3 separate regions of the Mus musculus genome follow, and regions 1 and 3 are each linked to region 2. Evidence: chromatin contacts called from public Hi-C and promoter capture Hi-C data. All regions are on one chromosome and are shown on one strand. The core of a region is the stretch at or near the end of the contact, and the rest is flanking DNA. Distances in the headings are between cores, read along the strand shown.

Region 1 (4,649 bases), core at 1,738-4,237, 2.3 Mb before region 2:
CCTTTTGTGTTTGCATTCCTCTGTTTTATGTAAGATTCCAGTTACCTCAATTGTACCTTGCGAATATGTCACCCAACTTCCTATTGTCCTCTGCATAAAAAGTCTGATGCTCGTGTTGTAAAATTACACTCAGATTCCACACGAACTCTCCTGTGTGTGTGTCTGTTTGTCGCTCATCCATGCTTTGCCCACCCGCATCGAGAGACCCCATTCCAGGCAGACACAGGGACCCAGAATGTCTGCGGCAGTACAGCTACTGTGGGGAGTAGGATGCTGGGTATTGGTGCAAAGAGGCTTGGGTGATGGAGTCAGTAAAGAAAGAGATGGTCCTGACAGCTTGCTCTTATAGGGCTTGAGAAGCCCTAACATATACAGGCATTTAGAAATGGAGCTACGTCTAACCCATTGCTCCTACCAACAACAGAGCAAACTCTTCCTCTAGTTTCTGCCTTGCACTCTTTCAGATATCCTATTTTGTGCCATTTTTCTTCTCTTTAATACCATTCTATTTTGTTTTGTTTTTCAAGACAGGGTTTCTCGGAGCAGTCTTGGATGTCCTAGAACTTGCTCTGTAGATCAGGATGACTTCAACTCAAGAGATCTGCCTGCCTCCTGAGTGCTGAGATCAAAGTTGTGTGCCACCACCAACTGGCTTCAATGCCATTCTTGATGCTTGCTTATACAAATGTCTCCTGGTTGGAGAAGTTGACAATGAGGGAGAAAGCTCATACTGAGTTTTCTAAAGGTCAGTCTCAGGACAGACAATGATGATGCCTAATATTTATTTACAGCAGCCGTGTGTGCTAGGCGTGCGGTATCTTTGCATGAATAATCTCATTCCATCTTTCCAAGAGTTTCTAAAACAGGTTTGATCATTTTGCCTACTGTATACTGAAGACAAGCTGAAAGAATTGAGTAACTCACTCAATGTCATGTAGCTAGAAAGTGAAGCAAGGACTTGAACACAGGTCATTGAATGCTGAGTTCTCCCAGTCTCTTCAACTGCTCTTACCCATTCCCCTCCATGGATGGAGGGTCTGCCATTCTTACTAGCCCTGGCCTCCAGTGAAAAACCATATCTCACTGAGTACAGAAAGTAGAGGCCTGTGTCATGGTTCCTGTCTTTCCAAACTTTCCTGAGAGCTGGTGTTCAACCTTCCTCAAATTGTCTATATCATCTTGTCCCTTCCAATTCCATGGTTTTCTCTCTGCTTCAGGCCTTCATGAGTAGTCTAGGGAGATAGTCTTCTTGGGATTTTACTTTTCGAAATCATCAAAGCACCCCAAAACCTAGAGGATAAAATTTAGAAACCCTGTCACACTCACATTATGTTCTTGCTCATTGCCAAACTCCACACAATTCTCTTCAATGGGTTCTCTCCCACTCTTTCTTTCAATTACTTACCATCACTCAATTTGTATATGTGCATCCATCTATCTATCTATCTATCTATCTATCTATCTATCTATCTATCTATCTACCTATCTATCACTTATCAGTCCACAAGTATGTATCTGTCATATGTCACTTAACTGTGTGCCATCCATCCATCCATCCATCCATCCATCCATCCATCCATCATCTACCTAAACAATTTAAAGTGCATTTTGTTGGTTAACTTTGCCATACATACTTTGAGCAAAATGAATAAGTACAATTTAGAGACTAATTCATATATATGCATTGTTTCTCAAGGGCACTGGTCAGGTTCAACCTTCTTTCTAGAAAGTTCTCATTATTCTCCTCCGTGGATGGAGATATTACTTTTCTCACTAGCCCTGAAGAATCATCCACGCCTCATAACTTTGAGTTTTAATCTAACATCACAAACTAATATTGGCACATCCCAAAGTCCCAGGTCTAAATTAGACTCAAGTATATTATGCTTTGCCATTCGTAGCTCAGTGATTTCATGCAAGTGACTTAAAATCTGAATCTTTTTGATTCCAGAATTTATAGAAAACGCTACCGATTGTACGTCTTGACTAATGGTTAAACTTACTTTTATGTGGGTATCACCTTTGAAGCTGTACACCATAGTGATTAGGACTACCGTCTGTGGATCTGATAATCATAGGCTCAAACCTCAGAGCTGTGCCCCTCACTTGTGTGACCTTAGACTCTCAAGGACTCCTTTTCCCTGTTTGTGGAATAGAGACACTCGGGTCCTGCCTGTATGCTCTTGGGGAGTATCTTGTGCTGCCCCACCATCATGAACTCAGATCAGGATTTCCCAGTAGCCTGTGTGTGCAGTTGCTCAGAGCAGAAAAGGGGAAAGAAAGCGCTTGGAGGTAGAGCAGTGTTGAGAGGGGAGTGCAGGTGGGTTTACTCTATCCTCCCATCGCCTGTTGGGGGAGGGCATACTCGGCCTTATATGGAGGTGGGTGGCAATTTTTAGGAGTATCTCCTTCTATGGATTTCAGGAAATAAACTCTGGTCCTAGTGCTTGAACAGTAAACAGCTCTGTCATTCTGTTGGGCCCCAGGCCACTCTTCTAATCTGTCTCTGTCTGCCTAATTTAGGTGACCACAACCAATACCTGCCCCAGCCCCCCATTCCAGCCTTCCATGCCACCTTTCTCAGCCTCTTCCATAAGCCTCTCATCTCAGGTTCTAGTACCATCCTGCCCTCTCAGCCTCCCATCCCAGTGCCATGCTAGCCTCCTAGCCCAGCCTCCAATCCTCCTTTCTCCTCTCAGCTTTCTAGCTCAGGTGCGGGATGTTTGAATGAGCATCCTCCCTAGCCTCCTCTGAGAGGTCCCGCAGCCATTCCTACTTCTGGTCCCAGTCAGTGCTGCCTGCCACACATCTCTACCTTCACTATCAACAAAGGTTGATCACGGAAGTCCAGCGAGAAGGAGCGGGCTCTGGTATCCCGCTGTCCCCCGTAGATCGCTGTGCACTGGCCTCCAGGCGTGGTCACGACTCCCCGGGCCTCTCAAGGGTTAAGAGGAAAGCTTTGGGCTGACGTCGCTCTGGCCGAAGGTGGTTCCCCTAGCTGAGGGTGGGAGAGCCCGGCGGGCTGAAACCCGAGCTCTGTTTCAGCTGGAGCTTGGGGAGGTCCCGGCAAGAGCAGAGCCCGCTGCCCTGTTCTCGCCTAGGCATCCCTCCAGTCACTCCCCTCCAGTCACTCGGTACCGACACAGCAACGGGAAACGATGGAGCTAGACAGATGGGCGCAGTTGGGGCTGGTGTTCCTGCAGCTCCTTCTCATCTCATCGTTGCCAAGAGGTACTGTTAGTGACCAGGAGCCCTTTGCGGGGTCTGATGGGGAGCTGGACAGGTTGGGGTTGTTCCAGCGATAATCTGGGGTTTCTGGCTGGGAGCTGGATGCTCCCGTTGTCCGCTTTAAGAACAGGATGATATTCCTAATTGTGGGACTAAACTATGTCTAAGCTAAAGAAGAGAGCTCTTGTGCTATCTATCTATCTATCTATCTATCTATCTATCTATCTATCTATCTATCTATCTATCTATCTATCTTTTTTTTTAAAGGACCACATTCCCCTGGGAAGCCCATTCCCTGTGAGTTACTGGCTCTGATTTGCAAAGTCAAAGTTTCCTGGGAAAGTAGTCCCGCAGGGTTGAAGAACAGGGATTGGGTGGGCGTTTCTCCAATGAACCCTGCTTGATAAAGCTGTAAGGTGGGAACTCTTTAAAGCAGACCCCCAGTACAGGAGCTCTGCTCGCTCAGAAAATAGCACACATCCTGGGGAAACTTAGAAGAAATGGGCAGTCTGTTTCTGGGTGTACAGCGTTTGTTTTGAAAGAGTCCTGGCTCCTTTGTTTCCCACATGTCGCGTATTTGTCACCCACAGTTCATAGGGGATGGGCTCCTACGGGCACAAGAGAGATTGGGACATGACAGCACTTTAGGCATCCTCTTGACAGATTGCAGAGCCAAAGCCAGGCAATGACAGGTCTCAAAAGAGGATCTTAGTAGGCAGGGAGCAGGGACTTCTGTCTGTGTCTGTGTGTCTGTCTGTCTTGGGTGGCGGCAAGGGTGAGGTGTGAGGTGAATGAAGCCCTGCTGACGGGTTGGGGTGCAAGGAGGTGAAGCTAGAGGCTACAGGTGTGAGGTGTGGAGCGGGAGAGGTGAGGTGAAAGCAGAGAAGGTAACCTCCCAGATGAGCAAGCACAGCTGCGATTTGCCTGAGAGGGGTGACTTTGCTTAGGAGAAGGCAATCCCTTCCTGTAGCCTTTCTGTACTGGCTGGCAGTACCCTGTGTTTTGTACAAAAGGAGGGGTCTTTGCTCTAGCAGGTGGGTGGCAAGTGCCCAAGAAAGACATGAGAGTAGAGCACTGGCCTGCTGCAGAAAGAGAGACCACAGCCTTCAGAGGCGTCTCTTTGTGTCAACACAGAGAGTCTAGAAACATGAGACTTCCCTTCCCATGTTTGGTTAATAATTTCCATGTACAGAAGCCCGAGTGTGTTTAGCTAAATCTCCCTTAATGATTTACTGCCCCAATGGTGGGACAGTACTGGGGCTGGCTATATATCTCAGGGGCACAGAGCTTTGAAAATGGTTAGCTTGTCTCATCCAAATTTAACCTCACTGACATCTTGTGCAGCCTAGATAATGGATGAAGAAGGAAGGAGGATCCCTTTGAGGAGGGTTTATAATCCCAAAGCCTAAACACTTGGGATG
Region 2 (4,389 bases), core at 1,455-3,954:
GGGAGGGGTAGTGTGCCTCTAGCATTCCCATGAGACTGTCTCATGTGCAGATGGGAAGCTCTGCCTGTGCCTGTGTCTCACAAGGCTCTCCCAGCGTGAGCAGCTGCTGCTTACTCTTCCTGTGTGCTTCAGGGGCCTCCCTTCCCGTCTCACTTCTGTCACTAAGCTTTGATTGTGTAATTAGATCAGGGACTTGCACTTGTTTGTTTGTTTGTTTGTTTGTTTTTTGAGACAGGATTTCTCTGTGTAGCCCTGGCTATCCTGGAACTCACTCTGTAGACCAGGCTGGCCTGGAACTCAGAAATCCACCTGCCTCTGCCTCCCAGGTGCTGGGATTAAAAACATGCGCCACCATTGCCTGGCTTGCATTTCTTAAATAAAGAAAATATCTAATAAAAACAAAGCAAAACAAACAAAAAATATCCTCATTCTAAGGTTAATCTAGCACAGCATCTATCATTTGCATTGTTAAATACTTTTTTAATGAAAAAATGTAAATGAGCTAAATACCTAATAGAAAATGGAAAAAAAAAAAAAAGAAAGAAAGAAAAATGGAATTAGAATGAAGGGCTTCATGTTCTTGGCTCAGAAGAAAGCTCTTCCTAAGTCAAGAATGACAGTCCTTTCTCCATCTCTAGCGGCCAGCAGAGGGCCTGACACACAAAGTGTGCTTATATATGACTCCTGACTCATTTTCATTTCCTGCAACCAACTGTAGCCCTCTGCACTTGGCTCTGACTTCTGGATTATTTTATGTTTGTGACAGTAACTCCAGTGCCTGACATGTGTATAAATGAATGCACTCACAACCATCCCAGAGAACAGTCTCTGTGTCTTACCTGAGCATGGACCATTACTACAGGTAGACTTAGGGATAATGGGGGGCTCGGGGAAACACAAGGACCCCTTTTATTCTAACAACCTCTCTCATGTTTCAAATTTGCCTCTTCAAATTGCCTAGAACTTTACCGTTAGAATGTGATTCCTTTAGGCCGAAGTATTGCCCTTTCCTAACAGACACACACACACACACACACACACACACACACACACACACACACACACACGGAGTGAGGGAGCACACTTCATCAATCATTAAAATGTCTGTCAGGAGTATTAATGGCAGATCCTACTGAGAACTGGATCTGATAAAGGGGATAAGGGATAATAAAGGACAGGAATGTGTGAGTTGAGTAACCCCAAGGTGCTGGTGCTTGTGGCAAAAGCCAGTGACTAAGTAGGGGGAAGGAAGCGGAGAGCTAGGGCTTTTTTTTTTCTTTTTCTTTTTTTCCTTCTCACTTCAGATTTTGCCAGGTTAGGCTTTTTAAATGGAAGCAGGAACCAATTTGTGACCTGTAACCGAAAATCCTGGGCCAGCAAACTACACTTAATCTCTCAAGCATCTGCCTTTATCTACACAACGTTTGGAACAATGACCAGAAGGGTCATCCTACCTTCCAGCCCTTGCTCTGGATCTCACAAATCCAGACTAGGGGACAGGATGTGGCTCAGCGGTAGAGCACTTGTCTATATGGGGACTCCCAGCGGTGCACAAACAAGTCCTGACAAGAGTCTGGCCTCCCTGTCAGTCTTCCAAGAAGCAGCCTTCCTCTTTATAACTAACACACAGCTTCATCTAGGAAACGACAACTCACTGACTTTCGGACTTCGAAAAAGGCTTTCAATTTAGTCAACCACAAACCAGGTGTTAAACATCTGTTTACTAAGGGAGATACGTTTGTACATATTATAGTTAAAAACCCACAACTCTAAACAAGAAAGCCACAAATTAAAACATAGGATATGCTGTTGCACTGTGGTTCACGGGGGCGTGTAATTCCCCCTACCACACTTTGGCTTGAGATCTACACAGTAGACCGCAACTGGTTTCAGAAGTGTTTTCCCCCAATCGGCAGCCATGCTTGCTTACCTTCTTCTGGGGCATGTTCGGAATCCTTTAGGCTTCTGATACAATGAGGAACTGCGAGGGTAAGTCTGGGCAGCTGGCTGAGTACGATCAGAAGTGGAAACATAGTCTAGCAACTGTCAAACAAACTAAAACAAAAGTGACAACGACATTAAAAGAAAAGAAAAGAAGCAGGCCAAGTCTCAGCCTGTTGGGTTTTAGTCGGAACTGAGTCAACAACGACCTGTTGCACCCCACGGGTCGCTCTTAATCTATGGGACCCAAGGCGCTCCGGGCAGGTGGCACCTCCGGAGCGCCTGGGAACAAAAGGTACTCCCGGGAAGCTGCGGAGGAGAGTTCGGACACTGGCCCAGGCAGACGCGACTCTCGCCCACGCTGACAGGCAGCTAGGTGCTGGAATGCCACTGTCGAGACATCGTCTCTGGATGACTCTCCCACTCCTCCCCGCCCCGCCTCGCCGCTGGTCGCCGCACCTGTGTCCCCGGGCGCATGTTCCAGCAGCCCCTGGGCGGGAACCGAGTTATCCGCTTGGCCCGAGAGGTGGCCTGGCCCTGAGTCGCGGACGCCTCTGGATCTCGGCGACAGTCGGAGCCTAGCTCTTCGCGGCTCCAAGGCGACACCAGGACGCAAAAGAGGCGCCCAGGATCCGCGCAGGGGCGCTCGGGGAACGTGCGCCGCACGGGGCCCAGCTTGTGTGCTGGAGCCACTCCCACCGCTACCGGACGAGGAGGTCACCTGGCAGCGCTCCACCTCCCGCTCTCGGTCCCCAGCCCTTCTCGACTGAGACCCGGACGCTCACACTTTGGCGGCCTATCAGAGCGCCCTCCCGAGGTTACCTTCGGTCAGCTGTTCTCGCAGGGTGGTCCAGGGATGAGAACATAGCATTCATCCGAGAAAATATACTTTGTTAGTGATTTGCATTGTCACATGACCAAAAATCAATTAATAGCAATTACAAAGTTCTCAGATGTATTTCACCAGGTCTGGGTTGTCTACAAAAATACTTTCAAATATGTCCCCGAGTCAAAATTGTTTCCACGACAACAATGCAAGGTTTCACCTCTTTTACTTTCATTCTTTCCCTCCTTGGGTTTACAGTGGAAATTTCCAGAAGCTGTTTGACATGTGATGATATCATCACTCTGCTAACTAATAAGCCTCCAGTGGATGAATACTTGTGATGCTTAATATCTTCCATACTACTAGGTTAGTGTCGGTATGTAAATTTAAACAAAATGTGACAAATTGTGTTTGTTCTCAGAATATTTCTGCTTTTATTAGATATCTTTGGCCGTAGCTACCCATATACCCAGACAGCTAAAAAGTTCATCCTTCTTGAACAAATAATCTTAGATCTTGAACTTTTCGTTGAGTTTTTTTCTTTTTTCTTTTTTTTTTTTTGAAACAGCAAGAGCATAAGCACCCTTAATTGTCATGAGATGAAGTTAAATTTTGAAAATTTCTCTATTTAAAAATGTTGTGTGAGAGATATAATTAAAAATAATTCAAGAGGCCCAGAGCTCGAGGTGTGAGAAGATAGGAGAACAGTGTCTCACCACACTCTTCATGTCCAAACAGCATGCGCTGTTACTCTTGGGAACGCTATTTAAATTTTGCTCTTTGGCCAGAGTAGCCTGGAACTTCATACAGTTGAAACAGAGCACAGTGAAATGGCATTCCCACTCCTTTCTAGTCTCCAGTTAATTCACTTTTCACCAAATTTGTTTTCTTCCCTGAAAGGCTATTATCTATTTTATTCTGATTAATGGATTCAAGTAAGAATTTCCATATGTTTTGCAGACGTTGTTTTTGTTTCCTTCCAAACACTATCCATGCCCCACGCCCTAGAGGCTTAAGCGGTCTGGAAAATGGAGTCTGCTCTTTCACCTTACTTAAGCAGTGGAGATCAGACTGTGGAGAAGCTAGAAATACCTTATGGTTGAGCACAGGAATCGGAAGTATCTCTCAGGAGACCCATTCTCCTGCTCCCTCATTTAGACAACCTGTGGCTGGAAGCCCTGGGAAGAGAGGGATAAACACCATTTTGCTTTTGGGAGAACTGAGTCTTTCTGAGATCTGTATCTAACAATGTAGACTGTCAAGTTCTACTAGGGCAAGGGCAGATTTCGTTACTTCCTTTCCAGTACGCAGAAAAAGCCTCTCCTGGTTATTATATTCAGTACATTTTGTTAGGTGGCAGCTATTTATTGTTAAGTAGAAATGCTTCTCACTTTTATTTAGTGTGTGTGTGTGTGTGTGTGTGTGTGTGTGTGTGTGTGTGTTCAAGATAGGGTTTCTCTGTTAGCCCTGGCTGTTCATTATGCAGACCAGGCTGGCCTCTAACTCAGAGATCTGCCTGCCTCTGCCTCCAAAGTGCTGGGGTTAAAGACATGCACCAATACCACCCAGCCACACTATTTTTAAAAATAGCATTTTATTAATTCTTTGAGAATTTCATACTA
Region 3 (4,605 bases), core at 387-2,886, 2.4 Mb before region 2:
TAAGACTGCATAGGGAAACAAAAGCCATAACAGACGTTTACCAAACACTTATTACTTAATGAACACAGAAAAGCTGTTCTATCAATGTTAGCCATCGCTGTATACATAGAAGGCAACCCAAATGCAATCAATATTTACTAGATGTCTAATGCTGACAAAAACAGGGCCAAGCTGAATACATCCAAATCTAGCCAGTGAACATAAAAGCCTCCATCTCCACACCAATGTAGCCTACCAGCTATACTTGTTTCCTACCAAGTCTCAAACAACAAGGAACCTAAGACAACTCAAGACACACACCACAACACCTGTACCGCCACTTTCCGAGTCTTCTACTAGAGGAACCAGCTCCTTGGTTTTGTCAAAATCACCGTTTCTTTCTCATGTTTTCCAAGTGGGCTGAGTTACCATAGCAAGAGCCCTAAGTCAAAACACTTATCCTAACAACGGTGATCATGTATAGAAATGGGCCTAAATGGCGTCACAGTTCTCAAGGAATGGCCTATCTGAATTCCAGGGAGAAGTAATTTGCAAACTGTCAGAAACTATACTCAAGATTTTCTGTGTTCTTGTATGTTCACAGATGAGAACTGACAACTTGACAATTTCAACCAAAATGGTAGACTAGGCACGGCTTCCAACATGGCGACTCGTCTTGTTGATACATGAAAATGAATGTGGTCACAGCTAGGCTATCTGAAATCGGGGATCCTGTTCCCCTTAGACATGTCTGAATGCCCGATACTCACTCTCAGTTCTTCGAAGGCTTCGTCCAGCGTGGACAGCTGGTGGCCCCGGTGAGCCCCAATGACTGGACACAGGACACAGATGAGCTGCCTATCTTCCTGACAATAGGTGCTCAAATCCAGCCCATGGTCTGGACACTTCCTCTTGGCCACTCTCTCCGCTTCCATCTCTATTTCGGGGTCAAATTCGCTTTCTGCCTCAGTTTCTCCTTCTGCCTCTGATTCCCCTTCTTGGTTGTCTTCCTCCGCCTCGCTCTCCTGCTCATCCTCCATCTCTTCCTCGCTGTCTTCTTCACTCTCCTCGTCACTCTCATCCTCACTGTCTTCCTCGGTCTCGCTCTCTTCTTCCGACTCACTGTCTACCTCCGTCTCGCTCTCTTCTTCCCCGACCTCGCTCTCTACCTCCCCCTCGGCCTCCCCTTTGGCCTCGCCGTCTTCGGGGAGCGCGTCGTCTCCCCCGCTGGCCGGCGGAGTCCAGGCCTGGGCGCCATGGACGTAGGCAGCCAGGCGGTGGCTGAGGAACTTCTGGCGATGCGCGTCGGCGTGGCGGCGGCAGTAGCAGAAGCCGCAGTCGCGGCACACCTCCTCCGCCCCGGGCGCCTCGTCGGGTTCGCACTCGTCACACGTGCCGTCGGGAGGCAGCTCCTCGCAGGCCGCGCCCACTCCGGAGGCCATGTGGCTGCAGGGACGAGGCCGAGGCCTAGCGGCTGGCGTGCTCTCCGCCTTCAGCGCGGAGCGCCTTCCTCACGCAGGCCCGCTTACCCCCGGGGTCTGGCCGGCCGCCCCGCCTGGGCCGCGCCGCTGCGCTGCGCCGCGCCGCGTCTGCAGCTGCTGAGGCCTGAGGGCCCGGCCAGCCGTCAGCGCTGGGCCTGGCGCCCGCTCGGTCTCTTCGCCGCGCGCCGCGCCCGCGCCCCGTCCCTCGCGCGCCACTTCCGGCGCGGCAGCCTGCGCCCCGTCGGCCCCTGCGCCGCGCAACCCGGCCTCCGTTGCCCGGCAAGATCGCGGCCGCCGCGGGCCCACGCCGCCCCGGTTCCACTTTACCCACGCCGTCAGCGGCCTCCTTTCACTTCCTGAGTCACTTAAAGCGGCAAGGACCCTTTTCTGCGTTTTCCCGCGGGGCTGAGCATCCCCCCCGGAAGGAGAAGCTCGAGCGCAATCTCTCCTCGCAGAGCAGGGCGACGGGCCCCGCCTCTCCCACGCCCTCCCTGGAGGTGTCAACCTGACCGAAAACCACTAGCCTGCGGTCCCTGCGGACTTATGTCACTCTGGAGACACTGTCCCCGCCCCATCACAGCCCCCGGATTTTCAAGGGGCCAAGGCCCCAAGGCTCTTTATCACACCGAACCTGCCCGCCTGGGATTTCCATAAAGCCCCCAAAAGGGCTGTGTGTGTTCTTCTAGGCTACTGAGGTCTCAGTCTGACTGAGCAAACACGCAACATTTTTGATCCAAAGCAATACTGTGCCTTGTGTGTTTGCAAAGTCTATTTGCATCCCGGCCTCCTAGGGGTTCAGAATCTCTGAGTAATAGCTGTGTCAGGTGAAGGGAGGTGAGGGGGATCATAGTTTTGAAGTGAGATGCCAACTCCCAGTCACTAACTGGTCACTCTAGATTCCAAGCCGACACCAAGAGAAAGGAAAGCGGTTGATACACATTAAACAATGTTAAAGTGCCCCAGACCGTGCTAGATCTTCTTGTGGTGTTTTCAAAGCCTGATTTTAGAACTTTATCCACTAGAGTCCCCAAATCCTAAGGCCACCACTTAGGTTTGGTAATCATGGACAAATTACTTCATCTTTCTGTTTTAAAAACCACCCCCCCCCAAAGACAACAACAACAAACAAACAAAAAACACCAAACTCTGTAAAATAGAAATAATAGCAATATCTCCTTCGTGGGGATTTGTGGATTAAATGTAAAGGAGTCTGTACAGAAGTGATCAGTAAGCTTTATTAATTTTAGCATAATTTATAATGCTGACAATGACACTTCAAAGGTCATTTCATACCTTAAACATAAGACATTTTTGGTGGGCTGCTGGTAATGTAGCCATCCCCTTCTCTACCATCTATGGTTGTCTCTCCAGTAACAGAAAAAAAAATGTATTTGAGAGAGAAAGGAGGACATTTTGCTCTAGTGGGGCAGAGGAAAGTGGATTACAGAATGGAAAATAGCTAGGCATGTGATGCACACTCTCAAGCACTTGCGAGGCAGAGACCAGTGGGTCTCTTAGTTGGAGGCTAGTACCTTCGACTTAGGGGTTCCAAGACAGCCAAGGAAACATAGATTCTATCTTTGAGAGGAGTGGGGGTGGGGAGAAGGGAAGGAGAAAGAGATGAATGGTCTGATTTCTTTAAATAAGAGTGCTAGGATTTCCAGATCTCCACAAAAACATCAAGGAATGTAGATTAATTGACATTTTAAATAATGTTTGATGTCTCTTAATGTACATTTAATCTCTGTGCAGCTTTTGTTAAATATATTTTTTTAGAAAATTAAGAGTTTTGTTTGTTTGTTTTTCTTTTTAACCTCAGAACAATTCTATAGAATGCTGGAAAAAATAATTTGTTTTGTTCCGATCCTGTGCACATCTCTGTTTTCCATCCACTTATTTCTCAGGAAATGACTTCTATGTCTTCACTCAAAACAGGGATTGATGCCCCATTCTGGAAAAAGAAATTGACCAATGACAACCCAGACTCCTGCATTAGTGGATCTATGAGCAGTGTTAGCTGCTTGGTTACTTCCATCTGGGCTGAGGCTTTAGGAACACAATGGCATTGTATTTACAAAACCTTTGAAATGAATATAAATCTTAAAAGGCATTTTTGACATACACTGACTCAAAACAAAATTAAGAAAAATTGTGGAGAGTGCAACTCAGTTACCTAGCATACAGGTAGGTATGGGGTTCAATACCTAGTACAACAATCCCTTAAAAACACATTTAAGGGTCCCTAGCATCTTTGGTAAGAGGAAGTAACATGTTATCATTATTTCTCTTGGTTCTTCTTAACTCTAACTTAACAAAACACAATGCTGTGATGTTCAGTAATCTTCTGAGCCTTCTATGGAAAAAATCTTAGAGAAGTAGATGAAATATTAAAAAGGGAATTTATAGCCGGGCATGGTGGCGCACGCCTTTAATCCCAGCACTCGGGAGGCAGAGGCAGGCAGATTTCTGAGTTCGAGGCCAGCCTGGTCTACAAAGTGAGCTCCAGGACAGCCAGGGCTATACAGAGAAACCCTGTCTCGAAAAACCAAAAAAAAAAAAAAAAAAAAAAAAAAAAAGGGGGGGGGGACTTATAAAGTCTAGGGACCTAGTTAGTAGATTCTGTAAGGTAATCAGATTCCCTACTACTTTCCATTGAAAGTAGAACCATTCAACTCCCTGGGCGTAGTCTTTAGGAACATCTAGAGATAGCCTTAACATACTAATCTATTACTTCCTGGGAAATTACCTTACAATGTAGAACCTTGATATAACAGACATCAGTTGTCTTACTTCATTTCCATGAGTAAAGAATCCAGGAGTGGCTTAACTATGTGCGACTCTGGCTTAGAAATATAAGCAAGGACGTTGTATAGGCATTTAAAGGCTAATCTGCAAATGTCATAATTACTTGCAAGTGAGCTTGCTCATGTGGCCATTGGGAGGACCTATTTTTCATAGGACCGTTTGACTATCTTAGTAAGCTGAAGTTCCCCAAAGCAAGAGAGGATATAGTAAAAGACATAATATTTTGTCTGACCTAAGCCATACACCATCATTTCCAACATAGATCATTGGTCACAAAGATAATATTGTCCTATCAAATGTAGGAAGAAACTGACCAGGGGCATAAATATCAAAAGATCTG

The links. Promoter capture Hi-C pulls out the DNA fragments that hold promoters and counts their contacts. A called contact is a pair of places that touch in the nucleus more often than the background predicts.
Region 1: a contact with region 2 is called in a promoter capture Hi-C map of liver, with 3 times the contacts expected there. The contact joins the promoter of Pamr1 here to the promoter of Prrg4 in region 2.
Region 3: a Hi-C map of B cells shows a contact between it and region 2, with 5 read pairs. The contact joins the promoter of Trim44 here to the promoter of Prrg4 in region 2. A contact is called at or near these places in 1 of 39 promoter capture datasets (liver) and 1 of 484 Hi-C or Micro-C datasets (B cells).

Annotation. Positions count from the first base shown.
Region 1 is chr2:102,547,034-102,551,682 of GRCm38.p6, forward strand. Pamr1 (peptidase domain containing associated with muscle regeneration 1) reads left to right here and starts at 2,988. Exons shown (of 11, transcript NM_173749.4): 1 at 2,988-3,231. The coding sequence starts at 3,159.
Region 2 is chr2:104,847,146-104,851,534 of GRCm38.p6, forward strand. It overlaps Prrg4 (proline rich Gla (G-carboxyglutamic acid) 4 (transmembrane)), which reads right to left and starts at 2,705. Exons shown (of 6, transcript NM_178695.5): 1 at 2,401-2,705; 2 at 1,931-2,055. The coding sequence starts at 2,033.
Region 3 is chr2:102,399,264-102,403,868 of GRCm38.p6, forward strand. It overlaps Trim44 (tripartite motif-containing 44), which reads right to left and starts at 1,637. Exons shown (of 5, transcript NM_020267.2): 1 at 750-1,637. The coding sequence starts at 1,421.